Linked DNA regions of Anser cygnoides: region 1 is linked to region 2. A link is a contact called in public Hi-C data. All regions are on one chromosome and are shown on one strand. The core of a region is the stretch at or near the end of the contact, and the rest is flanking DNA. Distances in the headings are between cores, read along the strand shown.

What was found. Hi-C and Micro-C count contacts between places; a contact is called where the count stands out from the background.
Region 1: a Hi-C map of liver shows a contact between it and region 2, with 5 times the contacts expected there. The contact joins two enhancer-like sites. A contact is called at or near these places in 3 of 7 Hi-C or Micro-C datasets (granulosa cells and liver).

Annotation. Positions count from the first base shown.
Region 1 is chr2:113,764,960-113,768,260 of Taihu_goose_T2T_genome, reverse strand. No RefSeq gene overlaps it. Among named protein-coding and RNA genes, the nearest start is that of GATA6, 77 kb to the right of the region's middle. Within about 2 kb of position 1,555, at least 1 of the 3 cell types and tissues checked has open chromatin away from gene starts, as enhancers often do. A contact at or near this core is called in liver, where this site is marked.
Region 2 is chr2:113,621,196-113,624,404 of Taihu_goose_T2T_genome, reverse strand. No RefSeq gene overlaps it. Among named protein-coding and RNA genes, the nearest start is that of GATA6, 67 kb to the left of the region's middle. Within about 2 kb of position 1,349, at least 1 of the 3 cell types and tissues checked has open chromatin away from gene starts, as enhancers often do. A contact at or near this core is called in liver, where this site is marked.

The DNA of each region.
Region 1 (3,301 bases), core at 306-2,805, 140 kb before region 2:
TTTAATTGGCTTAGTTAGCCCCCCTCACCTTTCAGCACTTCAGGAATGACTCTTTGAAGAGAGCCATGTACAGAGATTTAGCTGACATTTAGTGACACTAGGCTCTACAGTCTCCAAAATATGACTGATGTCACTTGTTATGTTCCCTTGGGTCTCTGGGGACAAAGTCACTCTTACCCTGAAGCATGCATTGACAATCTCAAGATAACACTTCTTTGACAGAGGCAGGGGCCCTGTTCCAGGGTCTAATGTAATCTCTAGAAAGTTTCCAATCTGGGCATTGTTTGTTATTTATATTTCATATCTGGACTTTGTGTTTGCCTTGCGGTGATTTTAGCATGAAAGTTGCTAACAAGAACAAAATCCATACATTTTTCTCCTGGAAGGACGTGCTGAGAGGTCTACGGTCAGATGGAGGAAACCTTGTTCAAGCTGAACAAATTCAAATGGACCTAGAAAAAGGATCACAACCTGTGCTCTTGTTCTGCAAAGAAAGCCACCAGCACTGAGAAGACTGGGGGTAAGGTGTGAATGAAACTGAAACTGACTTTAACTAAATTAATCTAGAAAGCCCACTCTTACTCTGGAAATACCCTTCATGACACCAGGGAAAGAATTGTAATCAAAAGAGAGAATTTTTGGTTTGTTTCTTAGCCTCATAGGGAGGGCTGGCTTTATTAATTTTGCTTTCACCCATTACTTAATTGTATTTTCGTTGCCCACACACAGTGGAGATAGGGGAGGACGAGCTGCTGATGCCCTCCTCGCAGAGAGGAGTGCTTTGATGCCAACCTCGTCATGGCCTCGGCGACAAGGAGAAGACCCATCAAGTGCCATCGAGTGGGCCTGGGGGATGCTGCTGGCTGGGTGGGCATCCCATCGGCATGGACAGGACCCAGGCAAGGCGGCAGCATCCCTGCTCCTCTGTGCATCCCCGCTCCCCTCTGCATCCTCCAGCATCACATCATTTTCCCTACTGGGGAGGAGAACGGGGGCAAACCCACCTACCTGGGGACAACCCCAAACTGTCTTACAGTTTGGAGGGCTCGGAAATCGCCGTGGGGAGGGCTCCCCGTGGGACCCCCGGGCATCCCCACGGCGGCGCCCACCCGTGGCGCGGGGGCTGCGGGCACACGAGGGCGCTCGCAGCAGGGCTCAGCCGGCTGTGCGAGGCACGGCTCCTGCCCTCGCTTCTTCTCCAGGATCACTGCGCTATTTTTTTTTTCCCCCTAAAAACGACTTTATGATTATTTTTAAAGAGGAGTGAAATAATAGTTTGTCTCTTGAAGACCAAAGGCTAAACCAACTGATAAAATTCAGCTGCTATCTGGGATAAATGCAGCTGAAACTGCCAAAACAAGCCTGACCTCACTTCCTGCATGTGTGCACCAAAGGTTTTCACCAGGAACTCAGCGCTCAGCAGAGCAGGGCTGGCACAGAGGGGAAAGGAGGGTACGTGCAATGAGGAAATGGTATTTCAGCAACTAGCCCATCTTTACTGCTTTAGTGCAGTCTTGTAAATATTAATTTAATCATTGAGGTTAATAATTCATTAGTGGCAGCAAAAACTCGAAGAGGGAATGCCACAGCAGCTTTTTACTCTTTTTTTCCTGCTGTACCTTTGATGAAGCTGCAGGCTTCCTTGCTGGTGGCCACCCTCCCCAAAAGCCCTCAGTGGGGCAGTAGCAGTGTGAGTACTCCCCTGTTGGAGTACAGCTTTGCCCTCTGGCTCAGGAGCAGTTGATGCCCTATATCTACCATTCTCTCACCAAAACCCCGGCGAGCAGTCAGAGGTCATTGTGAGCCCCCTGTGCAGAAACCTGAAGTCCTCGCGCTATATTCCAGCAAAGAGCCGAATGGAGCAAGCAGGGATGGAGGGAGAGGGTGGCATGGAAAAGCAGGTCCTGGAACAAAGGGGCCAGCTCCCTGCCTCTACCTGAAAAGGAGTTAAGTTAAAATTTGTTCTGTGTCGTAAGGTTTGAAGTTAGCCATGTACAGATGGGTAACATCTCTGGTACAGAAACCTGAGGTCTGCCTCAGCCAGGTTCTCCGGGTGATCTGAATTGGCACTGACAGCTAAGGGCAAAGGCAATGTTAAAAATGGGTTTTGTGCATGCTGGCTGAGGTGTTGAGCTGGGCTGCTGTATGGCAGGGTGTTTGGGCCATTGCCGTGAAGGGACCACAACGCATCCTCTTATCTGATACTGCTCCAGGTGAGTATCAGTCTTGCCGTGGTCATGGTAATAAAGGCTTTCTGTGTGAACGTGGGCCATTCACACACACCTGCTCCTCACCCCAGGAGATTTTGGGAAAGATGGGAGCAGCTTATTCATGCCACCTTGCTTTCCATGAATACTTCTCTCCCCCAGGCAGCAACTTGGGCTGCAGGCAAGATGGAGATGCCTGTGCCCTACCACGTGCTCAGGGTAAGGCCAATGCTCCAGAGCATTTTGGGTCGACAGCATATGGGCAGGCTGATTGTACTGGGATGGAGGAACATGGGGAACATGGGATGGAGGCCTGGGCATGTTACCTTAGAGGATCTCAGTTACCTCTAGTCCTCGTGTATGTTAGGCCTCTGGGTACACAAGATGGGCAGAAAATCCAGGGAAAGATAATTTAATAGTAGCTTGGAGAAGAAGGATTTCCCACTGCAAAAATAGACTTTTTCCACAAGGAATTCAGGGTTGCCTCTCCCAGAGATGAATGCATAAACTGTGAACATTCTTTCACTTGCCTATTGCCACATCAAAGAAGCAGTGGGAATGAGTTCCCAGTCTAGCTCAAGTAAATTATAATACATTCCAGTAAGGTGCCTGTATGTGTATTTTTTTTTATTTTTAAATTGCAGTATTCCCGCTGTTACTGGGAAGACGCTTCACTTGTCAATAAACAGATTCCCAGCCTTGCTCCACTGCTTTCTATGGACACAACTGCCAGGGGCTGCATTTCTGTCAGAAACACTCCTCTTATTACACTCTGTGGCAGTTTCCTAAGAAATCCGTTACTCATAGCATGTTGATCTAAGAAGGATTCTTCACATTTTCTGGTACACACAGCACATTATTCTTGTATGATTTTGAAATTAATGTTTATGAATTGATTGGAAGATAAAGCAAGCTGTCATTGTTCGGTGCTGTCATGATGACAATCCATAATGTCAAAACACTGTCAATCTCTCATCATGAAAAAAGGGAAACTATGTCATGGTATTGATATAATGCTGCTTGCTGAGTAGATTACCACCTATTTTGATTGCTCCTAAAGGGATGCTTGAACAATGCCTTTTAATGCTAGTTTT
Region 2 (3,209 bases), core at 100-2,599:
AAACTTTATAAGCTCAACAGTGGCTGGTCAGAAAGAAAAGATCAAGATCCACAGCCACGTAGCCTGGAAAGGAAATGGAATGGAGTTTTAAAAACAGAACAAAACAAAACAAAACAAACAAAACAAAACAAAACAAAACAAAAAAGAGGAAAAGCAAACGTTAATATTGCCAGGAACTGCTTCTGGTTATGTTGTGAGGTCTCCATCTATTTGGCAAGCTGTTAAATCCTTCTGCACACCACACACATCCCTTGGCATCTGATGTGGGCAGAAGCATGTGGTAAAGACTGTTTTCCAAATGTTCTCAACTCTTCTAGGTGCTATGGACATTTCATCCTAAATAATAAGTATGGGTGGGCATCAAGGAGTGTAGATCCATAGAGGCTGCATTTATCTTGACAAATTGTGCCTGTAGTTCTCCAAGGACCGTGAAGGCAGGGACAGAGAGGAGTAGGGCAGGCAAGCAAATCAGAAGCACGAGCAGGATGGGGCTTATAGCATCATATCGTGGGACCCAGCTATAAGCAACAGAAATAGAAAGGAAATAACTGTGCTGGCCTGCCTTTACCACCTGGCTGGAGCTGTGTTCAAGCTGAAAGGTAGGTGTCCTTCTCCCAGCCATGGTTCGTGCTGTGGGGGAAGATGTTCCTCTGTGGGAACGTCTCCTCATTTGCAGAAACTGAGTGAAGGAACAGGCTGAGGTGAGGAATGTCAAGCTAAAATGCAATAGTAAAGGGCCCTTAAGGCACATAGGGGACTTCCCTTGTGACTGCAAAGTGCAAACTCAAGAACATAAATCACAGAATATTCAAAGGCACAAAAACACTGGAAATAAGACTGAAGTGGAGCTGGAAGGCAGAGTAGTGATTAGGACTTCTGACAGTACAACTCAGCCGTTCTTTAAAGGTCTTAGATCAAATGTTTAAAAGTGATGGGTTCTTAACCGCATCAGAGTCTGTACTGAAACATCTCTGTCCCCAGCCATCTAAGCAGCTGAATAATCTACTGCAAAATGCCTATCTTGGCATCTCAGCAAAGAGCTACTCCAAGCAGCTGGCTTCTTTGGAAACAATTGTCCCCATCCACACTTTCTTCCTTCTTCAGAAACAAACAAACAAACAAGAACAACAGGAAAACCAAAAAAGCCAAAGCCTTTCACACCTGGTAGAAGATGAGATGCATTGCTAGTAAAATGACTTGAGGAGGGAAATGAGTCAAAAGTTGTGTTATTAATCCGGACAGGTAGGAGAGGACAGCACACAGGACTCTGATGTTTTGCCCTACCAGCACGGGAAGGGTAGGCTGCAAAGGAGCAAAAGGCAAAGCAGAAGAAACCCCCAGTAGTAGGGCTGGAAGGAAAGCCTTGCTGGCCACACTCAGCTGCAGACAAAACCTCTGCAGCCGGATTACTGCCCCAAGCCTTACCTTGTACCAGGGGCAGGTACAAGATCATTCCTTCAGGAAAAATGCACCTAAAAGACAAAATGGCAAGCACAGTGCTGACTAGGACACGGGTCTGGTTAATATTATTAAAGGAACAAAATTTCCCTTCCCCCAGAGGGAATCTCTGGGCCAGAGATTTGTGTGCAAAATAGCTCAAGTTTTTCCCTGTGGTCAAAGACCGGTGTTTTATTTATTCGCGGTCAGTCACATTGGACTTGTGTCACATTTTGCTGTGGTACTCCATTATTTAATAAAGTCCCGTGGACACTGGCCAATGCTGCTGCTTGACACGGACCGCTTTCTGACATTGCACCTGGCCAAGTGGATCGTTTTTTTATTGAGAGAGGAGGGGAATTAAAGGTGCAACAAGAAATTGTTTTTTAGCCCAAAGGAAAGAGAGTTGTCAAACCGCACAGCACTTTTTTTTAATTTAACTTAACTTGTTAGATGAATACAGCTGCTTATGCCACAGAGCACTTGTGTGTATGTATCAAGCTGCTCTTAAATCCTTCTTCTAAAACAGTGCACGTCTCAGCGATTTCCCATTGCAACCAAAGCAATAATGTGCCCATCCACAAGGGCTCAACTTCACCCTTCCTAAAGGTCCTGAGCAAGACCCCTCAAACCACTGCACATTCCCCTGTCCCAGCAAGGCAGCTCGGCCCCTGCCACCTCCTGCTGTGGTCACCGACTTCCAGAGCCAAGTTTTATCACCTCTCCTCAAAGTGAGGATGGCTACCACTGCTCACCACCACCCTGCAGCTTCTTTTTCCCCATTTCGCAGACCTGAATCTTGAATAAAAGGCTCTTAGGATGGATAACACAGCAGGACTGTCATACCAGCCCTGATATTGCGGGGTTGAAGACAGAGCGAAAATGGGGACCTGTCTGCCTTAATGAGAACATTTCAAGATGGCAGCTACAAGGCCTGGGAAAATAAACCAGGGGAACTAGACAAGAGAAAATTATAAACTGTTGAAGTCCTGGAGTACTTCCCGGTATTCAAACAGGTAATAGATTTGTTTAAATAACTGGAAGTAGTTTCAAAACGTCAACTTTGCTGCATTGTCTAGCTTCTCCTTTCTGGTCCGGTTCCAGTCCAGGAATGATGACTGGGAGGTTTCTTCTTACATGAGCTCAGGGAAAAGCACCTACTGCAAAAATAAAGCAAAACCCCACAGCACTTCAGTGGGGAATTTTTCAGCTGGCACACGTCTAAAGCTTTCATGATTTCCTGTTGTGCAGATAGCTTTGGGGAAATGGTTACATGACCTACTGCTGAAATGGCATCAATGAACTATCCACAGAACTAAATAATTAAGCTAGATAAATGTGACACTTGTTACTCTGCTTGTTGCCAGAATCCTTAAAGCTGTTATGGTCTTGATAACCCAAACACAAATTTCAGCCCATATATTACAGCCAGTTCTGATTAAGCAGGTGTCACAGAAAAGAAGTGGCCCTACTGCCCCCCAAAGCCCTCCAGCAGAAATCAGTGGATACATCAGAAACAAAAAAATATAATGGAATTTCATCTATGTAAGAGCATGAGAGCATATTTGCTTCTTAGAAGAATGATGTCATTTTGAATCTACGTGGAAAAAAATTAAACTCCACTCACAACTGAAGATCGTTAAATGTCTTTTTTACTTTCTTGATATCCAACTTTAATTTGGGATAAAGACTGCTACTTGTGTGCTTCAAAAAATGTTCTTTTTCTCTGCAGACCTAGCTGGGACAATAATAACACACTCATGAAGTACAGC